Regions from separate parts of the Mus musculus genome. Here region 1 is linked to region 2. The links are chromatin contacts, called in public promoter capture Hi-C maps. All regions are on one chromosome and are shown on one strand. The core of a region is the stretch at or near the end of the contact, and the rest is flanking DNA. Distances in the headings are between cores, read along the strand shown. Region 1 overlaps Macrod2 (mono-ADP ribosylhydrolase 2). Region 2 overlaps Macrod2 (mono-ADP ribosylhydrolase 2).

Region 1 (6,419 bases), core at 1,162-3,661, 320 kb after region 2:
ATTGCCTTAAAAGCTCAGTACTAAGTGAAGGATGGGATAGGTTTTGGTTAAACGAATGGAACTGGTAAGAGATACTGATGAGCTTAAAGCTTATCTTTCCTCTCCTTATTGGCTCATTCAATTACCTATAAAAGACATGTCAGGATCTCATAGTGGGACCACCTACATGCTTCTGTATTAAGAAAGCTGTCCTCCACACATTCCAGCTCCCCAGATGGTCTGGGCCTATACTTGGTTCTTATATACAAGCTATTTTGAAATATCCAGAAACATGGACACCCAAGTAATTTCTCCAGTCAGTCAAGATGCAAAAAGGAATACTAGCTTTAAAAACAAAGGTGCTGTGTGTGTGTGTGTGTGTGTGTGTGTGTGTTACTACATACATTCAAGTCTGTATAGCCTTAAGATTAAATGCTGTATCACTCACTAAAAAATTAAAATAGAAATGAGGTACCATTTTTTTCTTCCCCCTATTCTGAGTCTAAGAACCAATTACTATGGTTATTCAATAACTGACTGTCCAAATTCAAATGGGATTAGTCACTACCTACTTCAGACCAACCTAGTTACTATGTTTATGACAGAATTTGAAGACATAACAATCATGTGTAGATAGTATTTCATGTCTCAGACCTTTCCAAACTCCCCATTTATCATTTTTCCATATGAAGTTATTTCCTCTGGAAACTTTTCTTCTTGTCCCATTCCCACACTTATCAGCTGGAATTATTAGTATTTTTTTACATTTTTACCTAGAATATTAAGAATGTAGCTAAATCATATGGAACATGATATGTAGTTAACAGTTTGTGTCCCATCTGGTTTAGTTTCTGTCACTGGCCAAAACTTAATCAGCTTTCTTTCTGGATGGATACCTTGGGCAGCTGAAAACTGTAATTGAATAATTTATTTTTATTTAGTGGCAATGTCTCATATTTTCAACAATTAATGGCTTTTCTCATGTACGAGATGTTTTTGAATGAAAATACTTCAATCATAATTTTTCTTCATATTTTTGCTTCAGCTCCAAATCAGTCTCCCTTTGTAGCTAAAATAAGAAACGCTGTTGTGCTTCCAGCTCCCCACTCAGTGGAAACATGTGGGGGATTTGTTGTTATTACTGATCTCGGTTGGAGTATTTCACTCCTGACCTAGACTTGAAGATTCTATTAAGCCATCGTAGGGCACACCGCCCACATAGTCTGTGTCAGAGAGTTTCCCCCAGAATCTCTAGTGTGTGGTGCTAACATGCATTTAAGCTTATTTAGACTAATGTTTTCAAAATGCAAACCACTGGATAGAATTACACACTGTGGTGGCCAAAGAAAATGATCTCACTGTGAGAGGGGTGGATAAAAATCTGTATGAAAGAGCTGAGGATATGGGAAATAAAGTGTGTACCCGCAATGAGCCTTTGCACACCCTGCCGCATGCACTGTGATCCCCAGACCATGAAAAAGCAACCGCAGACCCATCCTCACATTGCAGTTTTGAGAGATTTCATATAGATGATTTGCAGTATTATTTCATAGCAATTTACCTAAAAAGAAAAATAAGAGGGTTTGCATTTGCCTAAATCCAGATAATATTTGAATTTAAAGTGTATAGTTTCTCTTTAATTTTTGTTGAATAAACTTATGGATGTATTCAAAAATTAGTTCTGATATATACCATATTCTTTGTTGTATTTGTTAGGTTTGAACACTCAGAAGAAAAAAAAAAGAATTCTAAAATTCTTTTAAAAAATCATTTCATGCAATAAAAGCAATATGATAGATAGACATGCTAGATTATGACTTAAACACTATATTTTCCCCTACTTCTAACCACCCCATATGACATTTTAAAAACAAAGCTCTCTCTGTGCTTTCTTTAAAGTCAAGAAGAAAAAAAAGAGAGAGAGAGAGAGGCTGTATACTATTACGTGGACCTCCAGCATATAAATATATGTGTTCATAAGAAATTTGTAAAATTAGCTCCAGAAAAGCTTAACAATAATGTAGACCTGAAAGTAGGCATGGCCTTTTAAGCAAAGTGCATGTGCAGAAACTTAAAACATGTTAGGAAAATCAACAGACTCTGAGGACATTTCTAGTTTCTTCAAAGGAGTGCCGCCAGTTGAAGGAAGCATCCAGTACCAAAATGGGGACCCCCAAATAAGAGCAATGTGGGAGAAAGTTCAAGGCACTGAAAACATTTGGGGCAGATGATTTGAATGTCTTCCCGAGCCTCTGAGAAGCCTTAAGCTGCACCTCAGCCCTTTATCTTTGACAAATACCACACCGTGTTTCTGCTTGTTATTTTGTGGTCCTGGCGCTCTTGTCAGCTTGTTAAATGGAACTCTGGCTTCAGTCGGGAGATGATAATGTGGTAATCTCTGCGCTCGGCTTGCCTCAGCATCCAGAGGAGCGGCTGTGCCCGACTGTGTGAGGCTGCCCAGTGCCACGCGTAACTGCTGGCAGCTGGGCTGATGGAGAACAGTCTGCACCAACAGATTGAAAATGTTCTTTTCAGATCTTTAGATTGGAACTCGAGCTTTACTTTTCAAAGTCTTGTGTCCACAGCACAGTTCACAAAATAAACTACGAAACCAATTGCTTCAGGAGCCTCCAAGCCGTGACATTAAGGTGGCTGAGAGTCATCACTCTTGATGAAATGCGAAGGAGCAGTCTCAGAATCGCTGTCCATCAGAGGGAGGTTGGGCAAAGCCCCTGGGGTGTGTGACAGCCTGCAGACAGATGGTACATAAGTTTTATGTATACGCACTTATTTGAGGAGGGAGGGGGTGGTATTTAAGAATTCGTAAGTTCTTTCAAATTCATCAGGAGGAACAGGATATGCTTTTTAGCAGAATTGTTTATTTCCATGGAGAAGTTCTGAGTATAAAAATGTAAGATGCAGTGTTTTCTCTGATGCTAATCCTTATCCTGAAGTGCATGAAAAAAGTGAAGAAAAGCAATTGAAAGTAGTCTCATGAAGTGTATAGCTTTTCTTCCCAAAGAGCAGAATTCCAGATCTCTTGCTACCCGGGAGCTCAACCTAGCAGTCAGAATATTCCAATGACCACAGCCAAAGGATGCTAGATGCTGATCAAGTTGAAGGTTTTGTTGGACCCTAAAGTTCAAACTCTTTTGGGCCCTGCGGGTGAGTAGGAATGAGTCCAAAAAGACAAGAAATTCAGTTTGTGAAGGTGAGTTGGGAAGATGTGATTATCTGTATAACCTAAGTTGCTCTGAATTCTGCCCCCTCTTATTACTCATTTGTGAATCAGAGAAGATCTCTTCATCTTGTGGTCCCTGGAAACATCTCAGGGCTGAACTGTTCTCAGGCATGCAACTTTGAAACTGATTAAAAGTAGGCAAATGAATAGGCAAACGGGCAGATGATATACTTGCATAAAACAAAAATACTAAAATGCTGGTTGTCAATTGAGGAGGTGGGGGACATGTGTTGTTTGCTTTGATTCTTTGAGCCTGTGTGTAATAAAACATCAGGGTATAGAAGAGGACAATTAGATGGTCAAACCCTCTGTATTCATCAACATCTCTTTTTCCATTCTGAAGGCAGGAACATGACCATACTGAATGGAACAGCATCCTTTTCACAAACTACTGGAATCCTATCTAAGATTTAGGGATTTTTGTTTCTAAGGAAGAAAATATATATTGGGGGAAGGTGAGGGTATCTTGGTGAGTCTCCCAAATTCGATTATTTCATATCACATCCAAGGTTCTCAAAAGTAAGTGGTGGCAGTGCTCTAAGGAAAGGAAAGGGATGATGGCTGCATACATTTCTGTGATGGAGGACTCTGATGTAAGAGGGCCATAATCCTTTCATGTGTTACCCAGTGTGTTTATTTCTTCCATCATAGCCCAGCTGGTTTTGTTTTTTAGTGAGATCTTGACCCCACCCTCCATTGTGTATCTTTGATTCTCTCCAGAACCCCTCCTTATGGAGCCTGAGGTTAGCTTTTGTATGACATGGGGGTCTGTATTCTTCCATGTATTTAAGCACAAAATGTTTCCTTATGGCAGAATTTTGTTATAAGTCTTCAACACTGTTAACTCTTTGAACCACTGCTGTCTGTAGGCAGCTGATTGCTCCATTGTGTGAATTTGGGAAGGAGCCCTGTTGTTTGTGGTTCCTTGTCAGTGGCTCCTTGGTGGGCATGTCTTATGAAGCAATGCAGAGTTCTGTATGACAGAGCAGGCAACAAAGGGTTTTAATTTTGTCCAGGGAACTCCCTCCACTTTTCTTGTGGGACAGCAAGACCAGGTCACCTAAGGGAGATCAAAACAGTATGAGCAGAGAAAAGGGACCCCTCAAAACACAGACTGGAACAAAAAGCCAGCGCAGTAAACAAACAAAAAAACGAAGCAGGAGGGCCAACATGTGCCAGAGAAGTGGCAGGATAGGGTTGGATCTTGAAAGTCCAAAGGGGAAAAAATAAAATCTGGAAAGACTGATCAAGGGTAAGGAATGATAGTGACTGACAACTGAAGGGCTGATCTCTGTCTTTTAGTCATTGCTAATTTTAACAAAGGAGGGCATTCCATCCCGGCAAGCTGTGAGGTCAGAAGTGAGACTTTGATGAGATGAAGTTGATGGAGAACAGAGGGAAAGATGGCAGCAGTGTGAAGATGTTTCTGAAAGGATTGGCAGCAGGGCCAGGTATAGGCTTCACAGGGTAGCCAGAGGTACCCAGAGTTCTTAAGGGAGAGTCAGGTATCAAGCAAAGCTCACAAGATAGTACCAAGAAGATGTTCCAGTTCCAAAAGAGGATGGGCAATTGAGGCCGCTTAGGATGTAAGACAGGGGAGGCCGATATTGGGCCTCAAGACTCCTCTTATACTTGGATAGAAGGGTAGTAGTTCCCCATGGAGTAGAGTCTGGTTCAGCTACACTAGGGTGGAGTTATGACTCTCCTTTGTTTAGTTACAATGTCTCTAAGTCACTCTGTGAAAGCAGGCATTTCATCTGTTTGTGGTTATTTCTGTTTTGTTGCTTTTCAGGGGTTGACTAACAAATGACAAACATTGTCTTGGGCCAGGTCCTGCCAAGCAATGTCTCTCCTCGAGCTCACACTTCTACACTTATAAAACCTTGTTCATGTCCTGGCATTTCTTTCTAGTAAAAGTCATTCTGCTAGACCTAGATCAGGTTTCCAATCTGTCAGGATCTTTCTCTGTTTTAATTTGAACTCACAATGTTTCCCTAACCTGCTTCAGTCTCATAGCACCGACACATTAAAATATCTGCTGGGTGTCTGTCCACAGAACTGTCTGTAGCTTTATTTTCATTTAACCAAACAGTGCACCAGTGTGCTCCCACGCCCCTACCCCTACACACACACACACACACACACACACACACACACACACACACACACACATACACACAAACACACACACACACACACACATACACACAAACACACACACACACACACACACACACACACACACACACACACACACACACACAAACACACTCACAGAGACTCCAGGGAAGAAAATTTAGATGGGTTGCTTTGATGCTAACTGTGAAAGGCTTTCTTCCTGAGGAATCCTCCCAAATTGGATTAAGTGGATTCATTTGTGGTTCATAGCATTTACTTTTTAGGGAGGCGGGAATGTGAGAACTCTCCCTCTCTCTGTGTGTGCGTTCTCACAAGTCAATGGATCCTGCCACTTTGCAAGGCTCTCACATCTGGAACGCATCACCAACAGGCTTGCTGGAAAAGTGAAAGTTCGAGATAGAGCCCCATTTCCCCCTAGAACTGTGAAATTGAGCGGCGGCCTAGTTTCTTCTGTGTTGTTGGAAGTTCACTGGAGTGTAATGTAAGCTACATTGTAAACCATTTGGGATGTTCGCCATTGAACAATGCTTCCTGCCACATACTCTCCCTTATTTATCACTAACGTTTTCTCTCTAATTTCAGCACTGGCAATCAATCTCTGATTATGGAAAGGACCCTGCTTGTTCAACCTCTCATAACCATGTTGAGTTACCATAACCAATCTATCTGTTGTTTTCAAAGACAGTTAACTAACACAAGCAATTTATCCTCACCTCCTCTCAAGCGACCGAGGAGCAGGGCCTTTCTACTCCACTCAGAGCAGATCCATGTGTTCCTCACCACTAGCCTTGCAATCAGTAATTTGACTCAGTGGGTTTAATTCAAAGCAGGCACTCACATTCTTTAGATTATTTGTCTGTCTTCCAGGAAATCAGGGGGAGCAATAAAAACAAGCACCGACCTTAAATTAAACTACAAAGGGGAAGGGGATTGAGTCAGTGAATGAAGAATCACACATTTTTAAAAGTCAAGTAACACAAACAGAAAATATTTTGAAGTTCCACCTGGCCAGGCTACACTCCCTCTGTTCCCTTTTCTTTCTCAACATGCACCACCCACC
Region 2 (6,955 bases), core at 739-3,238:
GTGCAAGGAGTTGCTTGGGTCAGAGTTGAAAGCAATCACCCCTTATAATCATTAAACTGGAAAGGAAACTAGACAAAAGGGAATACCAATTCCTTTGGTGTAAGATGAGAACACTTGGTGTAAGCGGCTGCTCTGACCTCCACCTCCCACCCTAACCCAGAATGCATGGTATAGAGGAAGCCCAGAGCACAGGGCTCCCAAAGAATTCACTGGAGTCCCTTCTATTCTGTGGCCTGCTACCTCTGAATGTTTATTCACAGTGTAACTTTATGCAGCATATCACCTCTAATAGTCTGATAGTGTTATTTTAAAAATCCACTGTTTGCTTCATACAACTTAAAATAATCAGGTACAAGGTAGCCGTTATAGGGGATATGTAGGATATGTGTGTTCAAAAAAAGTAAATCATGATTTTGTGCATTTGTATCATTTTGTAAGGTGGAGATAGGGGCATTTAATATTATTAAATGTTATTTAATGTTAATAATAGGGATATTAACATTATATTTAATATAGGGAGGAGTTAATAGTCCTGTGAATTTTATTTAGATGACTTCCTCTCAAAGTGTAGCTTTTGCTAAAATATCTACTGAATCTTTTATTGACCTGCTTTTAGCAAATAATATAGAAAGAAAGAGAGAGAGAGAGAGAGAGAGAGAGAGAGAGAGAGAGAGAGAGAGAGAGAGAGAAACTCAAGGCTACCCTGTATCCTTTATAAATTGTAGTATAAGTAATTTTGATAATACAGCATCTAATTTTGTGAGGCTCTGTGTCTCTGCAGCCAAAAGTCTAAAAGTATTATAAGCACATATCAGATGGATTTAATTACAGGCAGTTTATTTTTCAAGTGCTGCTTTTGAATAGAACAGCGAGTTGCTATGAGCCCAAGGCAACTTCCCTGCAAAGTAATCCAGGTGCCGCATGCTACTGCTGAACAGCCTTGCATGGCTGTGGAGAACAGTTTCTGTCTAGTGCCCAGGCTTCTTGTGAGTTTTTGGTGTTGCCTCTAGGCACACCTTTTCTCCCCTGAATCTTCTTCAAGGGGACTGTGTGTTTCATGGGCTGTTGGTACTCTAGGCCTTGGAAACCAACATCATTAGGGTCTACCTTTTAAACCATTCATATTCTTTTAATTCAAGTGCCAGCTATGTTAAAAAATATGGAATGAGTTTCTATTATTTTCTGAGAAGCAACTGCATCTGATTTTTGAAACACAGTATTTCTTTGATAGGTGTTAGAGAAATTTAATAATCAGATGGAAACACATATTTAATAGTTGCCTTTTGTGCTTTTCCAGGGTAAAACAGTTACATATCTGAGTAATCTGATTTCTGTGGGGTTGTCACATTTTATTTTTAATAGAAGTTTACTTTTGCTTGGGAATATGTAACTTGAACATATTAACATTTTCTTTTCCCACAAAGTCCATGAAGAAAAAGGCGCATTTTAGTGCATGGCAGTCACTCACATTTCCAAACTCCCCCCTGCGTATCTTCATGTGCTTGGATTTATATGAAAGCCTGATAAAGAGATGACAATTAATGTGCTCAACCTGTTAGGAGAGGGTTGGCACACTGTTGATTTAAGCTTGTTGAATGAGATATCCCAGAATGTTAAAGAGGCAGACCAGCAGGTTTCAGGTGATTAAAGAAAATCCCTCGTCTTGGAAGAACTTGAAGGAACACGATGCTATTTAAGCAGAATCTAATCAGAAGGAAGAATAGCTTGGAAGAGAAAAGAGGGAATGTTTCATGTCATTATTTGCAAAGCGTTGGAACAAAAGGTTAGCAAGATAATTAAGTGCCTTGCTGCTTAGTAGAATTTTTCAAAGTAAGTTGATTAGAGACCTTCTTTAAAAATAAAAAAAAAATTAAACATCTGAGTCCTGATAATCTAGTTGAAAAGGCTAACTCAGCTACATAGATGGAGATCAGCTCAGAGGAAAATTGGCAGTGTTGTATATTGTGGCAGATGTCCACATGATGCACAGAACTGCTCAGCGATGCCCTGCACATCCTGAATAGTTTTAGCATTTAGGAGTACTGCAGTATGTTCTTACATTTCGAAAAGTGGAAATGCATGCAGAGTTAACATGCACTGGCATGAAATAGATTATTCCATTATCTCGGTTACTGCATTTTTCAATTGATCTTGATAAAATAGGATTTTCTTCTCCTTTGCCTGAAAAAACACCCAAAGCAAGTATTATCATTCTCATTATAAAATGTTATTTGCAACTGTCAAGTCAGAATTGGATGCCATCGCTTATATCTGCGTTTTCTATTTCAAGACACTTCTGGTGCTAACAGGAGACTGGTGTGCCCCAGACTGTGCTCAGTAAACATGCTGACCGAAAGCCCTGGTTTTCCTTAAGGGGATGGTCTGGTTAAAGTGCTGGTGGCTGCCTTAGAGCTGATCAAGAAAACTAGGGGTCATGCCCTTAGCACCCACTTTTCTACCAAATAAAAGAAGCTTGAAGCTAATAATCAGCAGCCACACTTGCCTTCCAGAGCTCTGTCCTGTCTTAACACCCTAATGACTTCAAGCTTCCTTAGCGATGCCTACATGAGGCAAGCATCCTGTAGTGAAATGCTTCATCCACTGTCAGTAAGCTGATTTATTTAGTCTCTGCAGAGCTTCATCTCCAAAGAACACTTCTAAAATGTTACACTGGGCCTCTGGCCATTGGGCATTGTGAATGTAAGAAGAGCCACCAGTCTACCTGGGAACATCCTGCAAGTACTGAGGCTGTGTCACAGCGGACCATGTGTTGGACGGCCTAAGCAGCACACACTAAGGGACTTGTAGTAGCAGTGTCCAATCCATGTGCTTAAATTAGAGACATAGCATTTTGGTCCCAAGCTCTTCTAATATTTAAAATGTTCTTGATCTGAACAAGTGCTTTAAAGTCGGTGTTCTTCAATGTAGACTATACACTAGAATCACCTGCAAAATGGTCTTTCTTTCTTTTCTTTCTTTCTCTTCTTTCTTTCTTTCTTTCTTTCTTTCTTTCTTTCTTTCGTTCGTTCGTTCGTTTGTTCGTTCTTTTTTAAGTCCTAGTGCCTTGGTCACCTTCAAGATCAAATAACAATTTCTGAGTGTAGTATGTGGACATCTGCGATTTTGACAAGACTCCATGACTCCAGTTTGCAGGGAACTGAGAACCACTGATTTTAAGTACTTGCCATGTCTTTATTCACTGTAGTAATTTTTCTTGACCTTAAACAAATGAATTGTAGCTTGACAGTGGAATAGATTTTCCATTTAAAATTATCTTTTCTATGAGGCTGAGTTTATACTATTTTGAAAGTACTATACTACACCCCATTTCCATAGATGGATTTCTATGGACACCTTGGTGTCCATGAGTAATGAACAACTTTCATGTCCTGCCTCACATCTGCCCAAACCGTGGTTCTGCTTCATTCGTGGCTGCTGTACCAGCTAAACAGTAATAAAGCTGGTGCCCTACCCCTGCTGTTCCTCAAATTCCATTCTGGACCATTTCTGTCTCTTGAGGATCAGCTGATTCTAGATATTTGCATACATGGCACAGTCTTAGCATACCAGTTGTTTGATAGTTTAGTTTCACCCCCACTCTCTTCTCTCATACCCTCCCCCTTTCCCACTTAAACAGTTTTCTCCTCCTCCCTTTTCCACTGAGACAGTTCTCCTCCTTCTCCTTTCCCACTGAGACAGTTCTTCCACACAAGTTCATCTCCTACATTCATTCCATGTGTGCACTTCTGAGTTCAATTTGAGTTCCTTGCCCAACTGTGGGTGAGAACAAAGGCAACTTATCAAAGGCTACTCCACTGAAGAAAATGGTACTCTTCTCCCAAAAAGTGTTGGGAGTCACTCATGAAGAGATGTTGATGATCCCATCTTGTTCAGGTCTTATAGTGAGTTCATGAGTGCAACACATATGTCATATCCAGAAGACTAGTTTTCCTTCATATCTTCCCACCCTCCAGCTATTATATCCCCCACCACATGTCCTTCTGCAATATTCTCTGAACCTTAAAGGGATGGGCTACACATGAGACTATCTGTTAGCTCTAACACTGGGCAGTTTCTATATGAACTGCCACAGTCTGCTGCAGTATGAAGCCTCTTTGATGAAGACTGGGTGCCTGCCTCAGTCTCTGATCAATGTGCAATGGGAACAAATGATAGAATGGCTCTTTGTTTTTGTTTCAAGTAGACAGCTCTAAAATATGTGCTACATGCCTCTGATAGTGGCTCCAGCAACATTGGACCACAGTTGCTCACATCTGTAGCTGGCCCCATCATACTCTGTTGAGTTGGCTCCATCCCTTTCAGTTTTATACTTCCTTTTTTTTTTTAAACCTTCCTTAGTTCATAATCTGTTTTCTTGGGAAACCCAAACATGAGACCTTACTGAGATTCTGTCTTTTTATTTTTCCCATGCTAAGTCAGTTTTGAAAGAAGAAATTTAACATGGACCCATTGTATTGTATGCTGGAGTTGTTATGGGTTAAAAATCATTCTCTTTACTAGCTATGATGGCTAGATTTTGTGTCAGTTTGATGCAAATTACAGTCATTTTGGAAGAGGGAACCTCAATTGAAAAAAAGCTCCCACCAAATTGGCTTCTGTGCAAGCCCATGGTGCATTTTCTTCTCTCTCTCTCTCTCTCTCTCTCTCTCTCTCTCTCTCTCTATATATATATATATATATATATATATATATATATATATATATATATATTCTTTTTGTTTTGTTTTATGAGTAATTTTTATTAGATATTTTCTTTATATACATTTCAAATGCTATCCCAAAATTTCTCTATTCCCTCCCCCTGCCCTGCTCCCCTACCCACCCACTACCGCTTCTTAATCCTGGCGTTCCCCTGTACTGGGGCATATAAAGTTTGCAAGACCAAGGGGCCTCTCTTCTCAATGATGACCGACTAGGCCATCTTCTGATACATATTTAGCTAGAGACACGAGCTCTGGGGGTACTGGTTAGTTCATATTGTTGTTCCACCTATAGGGTTGCAGATCCCCCCAGCTCCGTGGGTACTTTCTCTAGCTTATCCATTGGGGGCCCTGTGTTCCATCTTATAGATGACTGTGAGCATCCACATCTGTATTTGCCAGGCACTGGCATAGCCTCATGTGAGACAGCTATACCAGGGTCCCTTCAGCAGTATCTTGCTGGCATATGCAATAGTGTCTGGGTTTGGTGGCTGGTTATGGGATGGATCCCCGGGTGGGGTAGTCTCTGTATAGTTCATCCTTTAATCTTAGTTCCAAACTTTGTCTCTGTAACTCCTTTTTCTTGATTAATGATTGATTTGGGGGATCCAAGCCCACTGTGGATGGTACCACCCCCAGGCTTGTGGTTCTGGGTTGTATAAGAAAGCAGGCTAAGCCAGCCATGAGTAGCAAGCCAGTAAGCATCATGACTTCGTAGACTCTGCATCAGCTCCTGCCTTCAGGTTCCTGTCATCAATGGTATGTGACCTGAGAAGTTATAAACTAAAATAAACTTTTTCCTCCCCAAGTTGTTTGTGGTCATGGTGCTTTGTCACAGGGATAGAAACTGTAACTAATACACCATTTAACATGTTATTTTTATAAAGTGACAGAGAACATTTAACTCCAAAATATTAAATGCCTTGCTCACCCTCAAGTCAATCTGTTTGAGGGTCCATTCTTGCATCTTTTGCCCTTAGCATTTTCTTGATGAGTTGGTCATTTCTGATTCTCTCCTTGGTTCCTTCACCATACTTTCCCTTCATACTATGCAGCATACACTTTACAGTCTAACCACATGATAACACAGTAGAGTCACAAAATAATACATGAAGCAGAGGAGACTTGGAGAGAGGAAATTATGGTGACATACAGCAATGTGATTTGCGTAGAAGACATGCAAGCACTTTCTATTCAGGGTCTTGGCATATGGTATCTTCCATTGAGTATTTTATCTTCAAGAACACATCTGAAAAATTAAACTGATCCTCTGGTTACCCCAAAATCCATTGTGAATATGGACAAACAAACAGCTCCCCAGTCTGCCTGTGAGAAGTTTGATCAGAAAAATAAGCATACCAAGGATATAGTGTTGCTTTGTCCACAAAGCATTGGACCAGGTCTCTCTCCATTTCTTCAGTTGAGAGTTGAGCTCCAGGTACTTTTGGAAATATATTATCTTGAAGATAGTAATGTTTTTCTGCTATAGAAATTGTACAATAAGCATCCAACCTACCTCACAGGTCCAGAACCACATTCATTCTGGGCAGAGGTGTCAAGTGAAATTGTGTCAGATTCACCTGATACTCCTGTACTTATGGGCTGAATGCAAGACATCAGATGCATTGTGGTCACATGCACAGATAAAAGCAACCCCATTTTCCAGGCTTTTATTCAGGTTCAGGAACCTGTCCTGTATGGCTGCAGCCAATAACTCTTTTACGTGAGCCATATCCCTGCTTTTCTCTGACCTCCGAAGCTGCTACAGAAGGTAGTTCTGTACAATCTCAGGGCAGCAACACTCTATTTCAAACATGAGAATCTCTTTTTGTTCCTGTCCAACAGTTTGCCTATGTTGCTGGAGTTTGTAAAGCAATTACCAGGAGAGGTCAGGAGCATGAGCTCCAAACAGAACCACCAACCAATGGGGCCAGGATCCAGGCATGCCTTCTTCATCATCCTGCCATCACACAAGTAGGCAGTCCTGGGAGGATCTGGTTTTCTCAGGACCCAGTGGAGTCACATTTTAGTTGCCCTCAGCAGTAGCTTCATCTCCCTTTACGCATTCATCTTCCACTCTGTCTGCTTCCAGAAATGACCTCCTGTTAGAACTACCTATATCAAGGCCTGATTGCAAGAGAATAACAAACCAAGACATTCATGTTAGATGAATAATAGAATCCCCAGGTCAGTACTTACTCGTGGAATAAGAATGTTAGAGTCTATGTAGAGAG

The links. Promoter capture Hi-C pulls out the DNA fragments that hold promoters and counts their contacts.
Region 1: a promoter capture Hi-C map of hippocampal neurons shows a contact between it and region 2, with 2.3 times the contacts expected there. The contact joins two enhancer-like sites. A contact is called at or near these places in 1 of 39 promoter capture datasets (hippocampal neurons) and 1 of 484 Hi-C or Micro-C datasets (cranial neural crest).

What each region holds. Positions count from the first base shown.
Region 1 is chr2:141,228,775-141,235,193 of GRCm38.p6, forward strand. The region is part of intron 5 of Macrod2 (mono-ADP ribosylhydrolase 2); the gene reads left to right. Among named protein-coding and RNA genes, the nearest start is that of Gm25583, 410 kb to the right of the region's middle. Within about 2 kb of position 2,412, at least 30 of the 459 cell types and tissues checked have an H3K27ac peak or open chromatin away from gene starts, as enhancers often do. A contact at or near this core is called in hippocampal neurons, where this site is marked.
Region 2 is chr2:140,912,238-140,919,192 of GRCm38.p6, forward strand. All of the region lies in intron 4 of Macrod2 (mono-ADP ribosylhydrolase 2), which reads left to right. Among named protein-coding and RNA genes, the nearest start is that of Flrt3, 240 kb to the left of the region's middle. Within about 2 kb of position 1,989, at least 5 of the 459 cell types and tissues checked have an H3K27ac peak or open chromatin away from gene starts, as enhancers often do. A contact at or near this core is called in hippocampal neurons, where this site is marked.